Regions from separate parts of the Muntiacus reevesi genome. Here region 2 is linked to region 1. Evidence: chromatin contacts called from public Hi-C data. All regions are on one chromosome and are shown on one strand. Each heading gives the region's core, a stretch centred on a gene start, on an enhancer-like site or on the middle of the called end of the contact. The rest is flanking DNA. Distances are from core to core; before and after follow the strand shown.

Region 1 (6,606 bases), core at 2,940-5,439:
TGCTGCACATGTTGTTCTGATTGAAGTACATAAAGAAAATCTAGCCTTATGCAGATTGGAAAGGGAAGGAATATTTTAATAATCTTTTCAGATAACTGTGGATATTATTAACCCTACACTAAATCTAGACAAATAGTAGTTTCTCAAAGGTTAGCTGAAATGTTATGAATTTTTTGTACTGTTACATTAAAATCCATCAGTCTGTCTTGATCCTTGAATGTATGTTTTCCCTGTGATGATTTTGTAACACTATGCATCGGTATTTGGACCAGTTATTACCTCACTAATTTATGCAGCTCTTCCAAATGTTGACATACTCCACTGTATGATTTCTAGTAATCATATTTGTCAATATCACCCAATTTAATCAGAAAGGTCTTTAAGCATGTTGGGAAGCTATCAAGTCACAGTGGCAGGCATGTTTCGTAAAACTTTAATTTTCAGTTGAAAGCTTGAATTTATCATGTTTAACAAATTCTGTCAGTTATTTTCCTTGATGTGATAGCTTACATTGTTCATTTTTGATAAATCACCTGCCAAATAGCCAACTCTTAAGAAAAGTTGTTTGTCTCAATCATTAAGTGAAAATGGTGTTCTATGAAAAAAATGATTAAGTCCAGGTTGCAGCTCAACCATTTGTACAAGTGCTTTACCATGAGCTTTGGTATACAAGTCCTTTATGTATCCTTTTCCTGTGTGTGTGTGTGTGAGAGTCGCTCAGTCATATCCGACTCCTTGCCACCCCATGGACTGTAGCCTGCCAGGCTCCTCTGTCGATGGAATTCTCCAGGTAAGAATACTGGAGTGGGTTGCCCATTCCCTTCTCCAGGGGATCTTCCCAATCCAAGGATCAAACCCAGGTCTCTTGCATTGTAGGCAGATTTTTCACTGTCTTAGCCACCAGGGAAACTCCCTTTCCATGTATCATACAAAACAAGACTTTACTTGAAAGTTGAGGTTTAATATAATTAATAATCCCGACTGCTTCCGTGAAGACATTCTAAAGTGAAACAGACAGTTTTTAAATAGTGAGTGGATGACTTTAGTAACATTATTACTGGCACAGTAATTTTTTTGGTCACTACTGCTTTTACAGCACCAATACACCATTTTTTTTAAAAAAGACTTCTCTGTAGCTCAAACGGTGAAGTCTGCCTGCAATGCAGCAGACCAGGGCTCGATTCCTGAGTTGGGAAGATCCTCTGGGGGTTGCCAACAGTTGGACGCGACTAACACACACACACTGCTTTTACATCATCAGTGCATATGTCAACACAGTAAAAAGGAAAATAAATCTCTTAGTTTTGATAACAGTTCAGGCATCGCAGACCTCTCAGGGACCCCTCTTCCCAGGTGACTGCAGACTATCCTCTGAGATGAGTATTTCCTTATCCTTGCTAGAATGTAAATCCTATGATTTGAGGGTTTTTTTTTTATCTTGTTCACTGGTATGCCTCCAGGGATTATTAGATCATGCTTGGCACACAGTAGGCATTCAATAACTATTCATTTAATTATTTAATGAAGTAATCAGCACTAACTTATATAACAGTGAAGAGATTATAACATGCATTATGGAAATTCACTTTTAAAAATTTAGTGTTGAATGGGTAAAATATACAACACCATACATGATGAAGTCTTCCACTTTGCCTTCCCCAAGGAACTGAAGTTGCTATCTCAGAGATTTACCATCGCTGTCAGTTTCTGAGGTATTTTTCCAGTGATATTTTATGGATTCACAAGCATATACACAAACATATTCCTTTCTTCCCTCACATAAATGGTGGTATACTATACATAATCTAGACAGACTCTTAATTTTTAAAAAACAGTAATTATTTATTTATTTGGCTGCACTGGGTCTTAGTTGCAGCATGCAAGATATTCAGTTGTGGCATATGAACTCTTAGTTGAGGCACGTGTGATATAGTTCCCTGACCAGGGATCGAACCTGGGCCCCCTGTATTGGGAACACCAGGAAAGTCCCAATAATGATTTTTTAAGTAAACTTTTTCTTTTGGAATAATTTTGGATTTACAGAAATGTTTCAGAGAATCTTGTATACCCTTTACTAACTTCTATTAATGTTAGCATCTTACATAATCATAGTACCATGTCAAACTAAGAAATTAACAGTGTTACACTATTAACTAAATTACAAAATTTATTCAGATTTCACTAATTATGTCCTTTTGGTTCCAGGATCCAATCCAGGATACCACATCACTTTCAGCATAGTGTTCTTTTTCTCCCTAAAGTATATTTTGAGGATTGCCTCAGGTCAGTTAATTGGCAGTTGCCTCGAATTCTGTAAATACGAAGGACTTTAATAGGACTGTAAATAGGAAGGACTGTAAAAATGTAGCGAAAGTGGAATTTCAGGGCCAGTGATTATGTGCATTTAAAAATTACCAAACTTCTCTTCCCAAAGAAATTAGCATACCTTTCTAATTAGTTCTGTGATTTGAGTGTTTTAAATTTCTTTGAACCGCCAAGATGAATATTGGGGACTGAATGAAGTGATAAAGGTAAAGTATTCAAAAAGTTTTTTCACACATTGAAATAATTATTTTTAATGTACTGGCACAAATACACACAGCATTGCAAGACTTCTACATTATACCATATTTTATTGGGCCATGACCCACATGTATAGTTAGTTCGCCTTAGGACCACTAGGGGGCTCTGCTGGAAGGGTTTTTCATAGTTCTTCCGTTCAGGGCAATGTTTCCAGATGATGCTTTAGAATTCTAAACTCTTAAAACTTGGAAGAGATCAGCTCATCCAGCTTCCTTATTTTGCAGAAGAGGAAATCAAGGTTGAAAGAGAGAGAGCTGGTATGGAAGAGGGCTGGAATTTAAAATCCCCTCTTGGTTCCTGCGGCAGGAGTTCAAGAAATTCTTTTTTTGCCATGTGCCTCCACTGAATGACTCATACCCAGGGGCTTATTTTTTTTTTTTTACTGCCACAATTTTAGTAATTTTTGCTAAGATGGTGTATTTGTAATATTTTCCTAACAGGACGCTTTACTGATTAGTTAGGTGAAAGAAGTGCATGAAATATAAACTTCTAAATAAATATTATTTATTACAAAATGTTTTCTACTCAAAGCATCCCTTAGTATCAAAACCATATTACTGGCAGCCCTAGAAATCACTTTTAAACTGCCTTTCAAACTTACTTCCCGCTTAAAACATTTACTGTTTGCTCATTTATTCATTCAATATTCATTGAGTGCCTACTAGCACCAGCCACTGTTGTACACTCTAGGCCTACAGAAGTAACGCTGTCCTTCCTCCCCAAGAAGCATAGGTTTCTCTAGTTTTCCCTTTAACATAAACTATTTTCGCATATCTTAGTTCAGTGGTTCTCATACTGTGGAATCTGAACCAACAGCACGAGCAGCAGCACCTGAGAACTTGCTAAAAATGCAAATTAGGCCCACCTTACACTCTTTTTTGTTTTTTCTTAAGCTCTCCAGGGATCCTCATGTGCATTCAAACTTTAAAGCTATGGTTTTCGTTCCACGGCTTGTTATTAATTATCTTAAGTAGGCCAAAGATCAACATCTGGCTTCTAAACCCATCTCAGGCATCTCCACTGAGACCCGGTCTCAACTACAGCTGAGACACAACGACCACACTTAATGCAATGATTTGTTGTACCTGGAAAGATCCTGGGAGGTCTGCAGTAACAGAACCGTAACGGCTGCAGGGCAAAAACGAACCGCAGTGGCTTTTCAGAACCAAGAGAAAATGGGCCAGACCGGGTTCCCGGACAGTGTGTTCCGACACTAGACACAGCCGGATACATCAAGCCCGTGGTCCGGCTGAGTCAGGGCGACGCTCTAAGCCCAGAGGGGGCCGCGCGAGCCCGTCAGGCTGGACTCGAACCTTCGGTTAGAGGCGAAGGTCTGGAAGCCTCCCCCGTACCAGCTCCGTTCGTACAGGGGCGGAGGCGCCGGAGACGACCCGTGAGGCCCGGGAAGCCCCGGCCCGCACGGAGGCCGCACCCGCCTGGCCCCAGACGTCGGCGGGGCGGAGCCACGCGGCCGCAGCTCAGGCGGAGACGCGCCGCACGGCGCGGCGCAGGTTCGCGGCTGAGGCGTATGGGGCTGCACCGGGAGCGGCTGCGCCGCCCGGCCGGGTCGGCGTCGTGCGCATGCGCGGACCCGGCGCCATTTTGGTGGCCGGGCGCGGAGGTGATTCCACACTGGAGATAGCGCGGCGGCCGGGCTGGCAGTGGCAGCGTCCGTGCGCCCGGGTGTGAATCGCCGGCGGAGGAGGCGGTGGAGGAAGAGGTGGCGGCGGCGGCGGCGGTCGTAGCGGTGGCGGAGGAGGCGGGTACGAATCAGCTGCGGGCGGAGACATGGCCAACATCGCGGTGCAGCGAATCAAGCGAGAGTTCAAGGAGGTGCTGAAGAGCGAGGAGGTCAGAAATGAGCTCCCGGACGTCCCCACTCAGCCCGGGCGGGAGGGCCCTTCCGGCGGCAGTCCCGACACCCCCGTAACCCCCGCTGGCCTGCTCGGCGGCCGCCCTCCGCCTGTGGGGAAGCAGCCGTCTCCCCTCCTCCCGCCGCCTTCCCCTCCCCTCCCCTCCCCGGGCCCTGGGGTGGACGGTCTCGCGGGCGGGGGCTCTGGGGAGGAACAAGGTTTCGGGGGCAGATGGAGAAAGGGCGCTTATCGGCGGGCGTGAGCTCCAGAGAGCGCCCCACGGCAGTGGCAGCAGCTGGAAGTGTGACCAGGGTGGGGAGGTAGCAGGCCGAGCCTGAGAAAACCCGGGAAGTGGGTTGGGGGAAGGGGAAAGGTGGTAACTGGATCCGGAGAGCCGCGCTGCTCGAAGGCCCACACTTTTCAGGGTATTCTGGGTTATAGCCGGTCTGGCTGCCACCGTCCTTTCCTACGGAAGGAGTGATTGATGAAAGAAGGACGTTCGGAGTTAACTCCGTCTCGGTGGGGTGTTGGGAGAAATGAGAAGGCATAATGGGGTACTAGCTTATTTGAGTGGGCGATAAGGGAATTTTCACCTGAGATAGAAAATTAATTCCGTATTAGACCATTATCTCTCATTTCCACTTACTCCGACATTCTAGGCCTCTTTTTCGATTGACATCTGAGGCTTTTTGACTGGGTAAAAGCAGGTTCGGTATATTAAAGACGTTTAAATATTTTTAGCTAGGATTAGGAAAAAATTGTGGAGTGTATGAGTAGCTTATTTCAAAATACTGTTTACAAGTTACAGATGAGAGGGTCTGTCCTAAGACAATGCCTTTGTGACACTTGTGTTGTGCCATGAAACTTCATTATGATGTCCCCATAGTTAATTCTTACTTTTGAAAAACTGCCCTGCTTAAAAACATGAGATTTCAGATTAATACATTGTTATGTTTCCTTATTAAGTAGGTTTATCCCAACATATATCTGAAATGATTAAAAATGTTTTTGTTTCAAGCTACTCTTGAGTCCTGTAGAAATTTTAGATTGGCTGATATTGGCCACATTTGTTAATGTATTTTAAATGTTTTGGTAATTTGACTCAAAATTATGAAAGTATAGTACAGTTAGGTTTTCACACCCAAAATCAACGAGAATGTTAGTTTGTTTTTCCTCCTTGGACTCAACAAAGATTAAAAATACTGAATGGTTATTTTCAAGATGTCACATTATCATTATCGAATATATTATTGTTATTTGTGTTTTTCTCTTACGTTGGTACTTTAATGATCTCAAAGATTTGTGAAATTCAGCACTCTAAGTATGTGATGAGTTATTGACTAGTCTGATAGCAAGCACTTGAACTTTATTTGTGCCACTGAATCTGAAGTGATTGTGTATCTTTACAGTTAGACGTGGAGAAGATTCTTTAAAATTGTTTAAAAATGCCAAATCCTAGCAGATTTATTGAATATAATAATATATAAGTAATGATTAGTTTTACAGAGCATGTGTATGAACTCTGACCTCTGTATTTGTTCAAGTGCCAAAACTCTGAATGGAAGGATGACTTTGTGTTTTTGTGGTATAGTGCAGAAAAAGAATCATAAATACCTGCACTGTGATACATAGTGAGACAGTGATTCTAAATTTTTCTTTAGTAAGAAAATATTTTCCAGGATACTTGACATATATCTTCCTAATGAAAGTTTGCAGCTAATATTACTGCCAGTAGCCTAGAACATTTCTTCTTTAATATAGTTGCACAAGCCTGAAACTTAATATAAGACTTTAATGCTTTATTTTCTATTACTTAAAAGTGGTCACTGCTCTCATAATTTGTATGGTGTCTGCATTATGTGAGGTGGCTTTTCACCATGATATTCTTAGTACTTGAAGTTTAAAGGAAATCTTGTATTGCTCTAGTAATGCATATTGTTAAAATAATACAGCTTTTTATATATAAGCAATGATGAAACCTTGTTTCAAGTAAGTGACATAGTGTTTCAGAGGAAGAAAACAAAATCCAAACAGGAAAATTATTTTTTTAAGAACAATGCCTTTATAAATCTGGAATGAAACTTCTTCCAGAAAGAACATTTAGGAAAGCGTCAGATAATTTAATATTGGAAAATATAACCAATAAATAGCTTCATTTTCACCAATGTAT
Region 2 (6,606 bases), core at 1,565-4,064, 220 kb after region 1:
AATTTATATTTCATAAGTCATATTTCAGCATTTCAAAAATTTAAAATAATAATAGTACAACCTTAAGAAGCATCAATTAAGCACCCCACTTCATGTACAGTCTTTAGTATCAAGATCTATTTTGATGGAAGGTATCGTGTCCTATTCCTTCCAAATGGGCAGCAAATTGTAGGATCCAACTATATTTTTAAAAACAAACTACAGGAGCACTTTTAAATACTAATCACTCACAACACTGTTAACATTTACCAGGCACTATACTAAGCTCTAACAGCAAAGGGGCAAGATTATTTTCTAAAATGCATTTCAACAAGTTGCCCAAGGGGAAGACTGGCAAGGCGTCAATATTGTTACTTTCCTCACCTTCCACACGCTCTAACTGATTAGTAAAACTCTGAAATATCTCTTGGATTGTTCCCTATCTCTCTCTTACCACTATCACAGCCCTACTTCATGATTTCAACATCTCTGACCTAGACTACAGTTTAAGAGTCTCCTAGCTGGACTCCCTGTCTCGTCTTCCCCTATTCCAATCCAACCCCCAATGGTGACCAAAAAAAAAAAAAAAAAAGTCTTCAGCACTGCCAAATGTTCCTTAGGAGTCAAAGATGCCATGGTTGAGAACTACTGCATCAAGCTGATCCCTTAATAAGAGTAACACTTACTTTGTGAGGCTGTGGCCACAATCTATAACCATGCAACAGAAAACAAAAAATTAACTTACCTAAAGGCTGAAACTTACAACCTTCACATTAGGCCCACCATGTTTAAAAATAAGCTGACCCCTTATAAAATAAGCCATAATCACTGTCCCTTAAAACCCCTTTGAACATGTGGACATAAGTCATCACTCTACTTCAAGCCTGAATTTTGAAAAGTCAGTACTTTCTGTTAAAGTTTAATCATACTATTTACATATTTAAGTTTTTGGATATCAGAAAATTGTGATAATTTTTAAAATGCATTTTGCACTTAAACCAGTCTCCTAGAAGCTGACGAAAACCTTCCTAGGCAAATTATTGCCTACCTTTAAAGCTGGAAGCTACTTTGAATAGTATTCTCAAAAATATTTCTAGACAAAAAAAAAAAAAAAGCTTAAAAAATACTCCAATTTTTATACTTAGAGGAAAAAAAGTAGAATTAAAAAATATCACATACATACTCTTTTAATTTCCCATAATGATTATGCCCTTAACAGACATTACTATTTTAAGATAAAGCCAAGACAGAACGATACCTTTCAGAAGGGGGTAAAAGAAAAGACGTAAAATATCTTAAAAAAAAAAAGAAAAAAGCCTGGTAGCTGAAACTTAAGGCCAGGCCCAGCAGAGCAGTAATACCCCTGGAGAGAGCACCTCCTACCACAAACGTCTGCGGTGTGAACATTCTGTCCGGAGAAACTTACCTTCAGTCGTTTGATCATTTCGTCCGTGGTGATCTTGTCGGTGATCTCCTTCACCCCCGGAGGGTAAGCGATCTTCCCGTCGGCACTCACGACGCCGCAGAGGGCCGTGGCAGGCTTGGGCTGAGCGGTGAAGTCCATCCTGGGGGACAACTTTTCCTTCACGGTCCTCTACCGGCCTCTATCGGTCAGAAAACAAAAGTTCAGCGGGAAAGGGGCGACTTTGTAACCTCTTTTTTCATTTCAAAAACCCTAATCTGCAGAGGGTCCTTTCTCCAGGGAGGCCGGGGGCTCGGCGGCGGCCTCCCTCCCCGCTCCTCCCCGGGGCTTGGAGCCTGGTGGCCGCCTCGCCGCCCCCACCCACGCGGGCCCCGCAGACCCCGGGCCCTCCCGGCTCCCTGGCACCGGCGGCCGCGGGAAGCGCCGAGCAGCGCCAGGAGTTTCCCGTTCCCCCTTTCACAATGAAATCCCACCCCCAAGCACCGAGGTCCGAAGTTTGGAGGCCTCGAGAGCCCAGCGAGGCCCCTGAGGCCCCGGCTCGGTCAGAGAGAAGCCTCGAATGCCCGCCCGGCCGGTCCCCTCCGGGAAAGGAGACGCGAGGCCTATAGGGCTCGGCTTAGGCCGCAAAACTAGGGACCCAACGGGACCCACACGCAGCGGCGGCTCCCGGGAACCTACGCCCTTGCCGGGCAAAGCTTCGGGACCCCCGGTGTCCCCGCCACGCTCCCGCCCCTCCCGTGTCCCGGTCCCTCACCCCCGCGGGAGGAGAAAACAAGCTGCCCTCCGCCCCGAACCCCGAGCCAGGAAGCGGCTGACGCGGCTCCGCACTTCACATTTTGTTCCTTCAACTTCGGCTCAGGGACCCCGGCGGCTCCTCTCGCCCCCGGCCACTCGGCGCAGTCCGGAGCCGCCGAGGCCTCACCGGCACCTCCGGGCAGCCCCGCCGGGCCTCCGTCCCGCGCCCCCCCCACCCCCGGTCTCCCCTTCCGTCCCCTCCCTCCCCAGCCGAGGGCGGGAGCCGAGCCGCCGCCGCCTTTACCTCCTCCTCATGCGGGCGGAAGGTGCATCGAGCGCCCGGGCCTCTGTCAGGTGGTTGCGCCGCCGCCCCTCTCCGGGCTGCACACAAAGCGGCTCCGCGGGTCCCGCCGCCGCCGCCGCCCGCCCCGGAGCGGCGCTGGGGCTGGCGGTGCCGAGGAGGAGCAGTCGCCGCGGGGGGAGACGCGGGGCGAGTGAGAGCTGGGCGGGGAGACACTGCCGCTCTCCGTCAGGCAGAGGAAGAGCAGCCTCGGAGGAGGCTCCTCCGGGAGCGTGTGCGCGTGTGTCCGCCCCGGACCCCGGCTGCCCGCCCGCCCGCACCTCGCGCCGGCCGGGTCCGCGAGCCGGACCCGGACGCCCCTCGCAGCGGCGCGCGCTGCCGCCCGTGCTCCCGGCAGCCGGCGCCTCTCGCACACAGCGGCCGGTCACGCGAGCGGCGCGAGAGCACGCGAGAGCAGGGCGCGCGCCTCGCCCCCGCCCCTTCCTCCGCCGGCCTTGCCTCCGCCTCCCTCGGGCCTCGAGCGGCGCGCGCGGAGCAAACAGCGCCGCCACCCGGTTGGCGCCAAGACCTGCCGCTCCGAGCGCCTTCGGGAGGACCGGACCCAGAAGGCGAGCAGAGGAGGAGCCTGGCTGGCGGGAAGCGACCCGGCGCCCGCGGCCTTTTGGGGCCAAGTTGCACGAACGGAGTTTCTTCAGTGTTTGCCGCGGAGATGAGTTCATGACTTTTGGGGTTCATCCTAAACGACGTGGATGGACATGGTTGAAAAATGGTTAATTAGTCGGTGATAACGAACTGATTTCCTCCCTAGGGACAGAAGATCTGCAACCTGAGGAAAAGTTTTGCAACATGGCACAACGTGTGCTGCTCATTCCTGTTTCTTTTGACAGCCTCCAGAGTTTGCCCTCTCCTCTTTAGATGTCTAAAATTAATATTTTGAAAACTGCAAAATATGAAAACTGCATTGAGTCCAGTAGTTCTCAAAGAATAGACGAAATTTTCTGGACTGCACTCCCGAACCTAGAAAATCAGGATTTCTGAGACTGGACTTCAGAAATAAGCATGTTTACAAATTCGATACATAGGTCTTGTGAATATGGAGTAACTCGTTAAAAAAATTTTTTTTTAAATATACCAAAGGATAGGTTTTTCGTTCATCCAAAGGAAAACCCGATGCAGTGGTGTTTGAGCAGTTTAAAATAAAAAGCTGAACCAAATGAACCTCGGGAGCACATATATAATTTCCAAAGATGAAGTTAAAAAGAGAAAATAATTTGAAATAGTCTGCAGCTCTTGAAACTGATCGCTACTGTAGTTTAAAATGATATTTGATTATTTAAATTCTTGATGGATATTAATTGATCTTTTCCACATCCTTTGTTTGATCTTAAAAATATTATAGGGGCTGCCCTCACTGAACTGTTTTTCAAGTAATATACAAGGAAGCAATTATCTCAGAATCTAACACACCACAGTTGCTGATTTGCTAGAACTCTGCCCAAAACTCAGAACATTTAGAGTAGCAGGCAGAATTCATTAAGAAACTTCATCCAAACTATTAAACTGACCAAAACCTACACTGTTTTTAGGCTCTTTCTCTCACATATGATTTTAAAAAATCTGTTACATTTAAATAAAGAGGGACTTTTTATTTTCATTCTTGCCATTATTAATTTACCCATTACTAAATGGAGTTTTGTATATATCCATAAAATTGTAATTTTAACTACCTACTTCGTTAATAATGTTTGATTTTATAAACACTCAAAAGATAGTAAGCCCTAAGGATCGTAACACATCAATAGGTTGAACTTGTAAATTCTAAATTATAGGAATTCTGAAATTTCTGTTTTTAATTCCTTTTTAAAAAACATTCCCACTTACAGTAAATGAGAAGTGATACATTCATTTGTGAACAATTATGTGAAGAGGGCCTACTATACAAGGCATTGTTTTGAGCACTGAGAATAAAATCTGTAGTGGGAAAGAACAAAGATCTCTGCCTGTTGTGGTAGAGCTTAATTTATTGGGGGAGAGATAGACAAAAAAAATTAATAAATTGCTATGGAAGAAAATGAAGTAGAGAAGAGGGAGGATGCAGACCACATACAACCTTTTAGGCCTTCTACTTTTGGAAAGACTTTGGCACATACTCTGAGAAGGAAGTGCTTTAAAAAGAGAAGTGATATGATTTATGTTCTATGATCTAGGCAACCTTGGACAAACTACTTAATCTTTCTGTGCCTCATTTTCCTCATCTGTAAAACAGGGATAATTGTTTTTATTTCAGAGAGTCATCGTGAGGGATAAATAAATTAACACTTGTAAAGTGCCTAAAACAGTAACTGGTACATACTAAGTTCTACATAATTTTTTAATATATGTAAAATGAAAGAGTAACTCTAGCTGCTAGGCTGAAAATAATGAGGAGATGCAAATGTAGAAGTAAAACAACCAAGTATAAGACTACTGCAAAAATTCCAAAGAGAGATGGTAGGACTAGGTAATAATAGTGGACGTGATGAAAAAAATTAAAAAAAAAAAGAGATTTAAGAAAATAAGGTGACTCCAAAGTTTTTGGCCTGTGTAGTGACGGATGAAGTTATCTTTAACTGGGAAGGGGAGGACTGTGCTTGGGATAGCTTTAGTCAGGATGTCTTTTAGAATCTAAGCTATTTAAAAGTTAATTTAGCAAACAGTTACTGAACTCCTGTAAGGCATTGTACTAGGCACTGGGCAAATATTTAGAAAACAAGAAGACAAAGTTCCTGCTCTTGACAGGAACAGAGTCTAATGGAGGAATCACAGGCATACGTACCATAATTCGAGGCAAGGCTGTGATTTATTCCACAATAGGGATTTAAATTGTATTGTCTAAGAGCCTAAGAAAGGAATGCTATGGGAACTTCCCAAAGGGAGGGCTATTTGAGGCTGGGCATTGGAGGGTGAATTGTTACTGAGTAGTTGTGAGAAGAGCAATAGCTAATAGAGATAACCACAAGGTGAAAAAAGGCTTGGAGGTAATTAAGTGCAATTTCTTTTTGAGGAAAAGACTTTGGTGTGATTAGAACAATAATTGTATAAAAGAGTGGCTTGACTTTGTGAGCCTTATTCTGCACTCATATAATTTCCATCAGCCCCCTCCCATAGACACATGTACAAACATACAATCTGTGTACAAAATGACATCCAATGCAGCTTCAGGACAAACCCCCAACCCCCTATTTCAATCACCTTACCAACCATGAATTCTCTCTACATAGAAATTCTAGATCCAAACTCTGGGCCACCACAACAATGGAAATGTTTCACACTTGCTTTGTCCAGTAGGTCCTAACCACATGCAACTATAAAATGCCTGAAAAGTGACTGATGAAATGGAGGAACTAAATTTTTAATTTAATTTAAAAAATCTAAACAACGATATGTGGCTAGTGGTTGCTATATTGGACAGTGCAGTTCTAGAGAACAGAGTTTGTAGGAGTGATTGCCAGAAGGTGAGGGTAGAGGATAAACTGTGTTCGCACTAAATACTGCAGAGGTTGAACAGAGTGGCAGTTTCAAAGGATGAACTGGGGCAATAGGACACTAAAGCCATTTATAGTGAAAGTGAATGAAGGTAAAAATACCAACAGAAAAAATGCAAAAATATCTAAGATATTTAAAGCAGATTTTATAAATATGTTTTCTATTTATCTGAAATTCTTTATTTGCTTTTCAATTTAAAATGTAACTAGCTAAGTTTATCCTGAGTAATTTCACAAATTACAAATCTGAAACTTCCATGTACCTCTGGTCCCAGAGAAATTTTAATGATATGTCATAATTAGTGAAACTAAAAAAAATGGTATTTTATTTTAGAGTCTTTCCAGATATCACTGACAGCTTGGCTAGAACAAATATATGTAGGCACAGGATAATACCATATCTATCTGTGGTGAATGAAATGAATTTTACATGTTTCACTGATGACTAAAAATATAAAGTCTGAATCATTTTGGCTTAGTATGATCAAGATGTTAATGATTAACTTGTTTGTCATGGTAATTTAAAGACTTTATTTGAATCCTGTCTGATATCTTTGGCTTGATGCACATCTCTTTTCAATTTAAAGTGTGAAAGCTGACCTGCATCATTAATTATATTAGCTTTCTTAAAATTGTTTTTATCA

The links. Hi-C and Micro-C count contacts between places; a contact is called where the count stands out from the background.
Region 2: a Hi-C map of muscle shows a contact between it and region 1, with 12 times the contacts expected there. The contact joins the promoter of PDS5A here to the promoter of UBE2K in region 1. A contact is called at or near these places in 2 of 3 Hi-C or Micro-C datasets (blood and muscle).

Annotation. Positions count from the first base shown.
Region 1 is chr16:55,187,667-55,194,272 of mMunRee1.1, forward strand. It overlaps UBE2K (ubiquitin conjugating enzyme E2 K), which reads left to right and starts at 4,190. Exons shown (of 7, transcript XM_065907254.1): 1 at 4,190-4,434. The coding sequence starts at 4,372. SMIM14 (small integral membrane protein 14) reads right to left here and starts at 3,895. Exons shown (of 5, transcript XM_065907489.1): 1 at 3,669-3,895. The coding sequence starts at 3,816.
Region 2 is chr16:55,411,632-55,418,237 of mMunRee1.1, forward strand. PDS5A (PDS5 cohesin associated factor A) reads right to left here and starts at 2,815. Exons shown (of 33, transcript XM_065907581.1): 1 at 2,442-2,815; 2 at 1,406-1,583. The coding sequence starts at 1,543.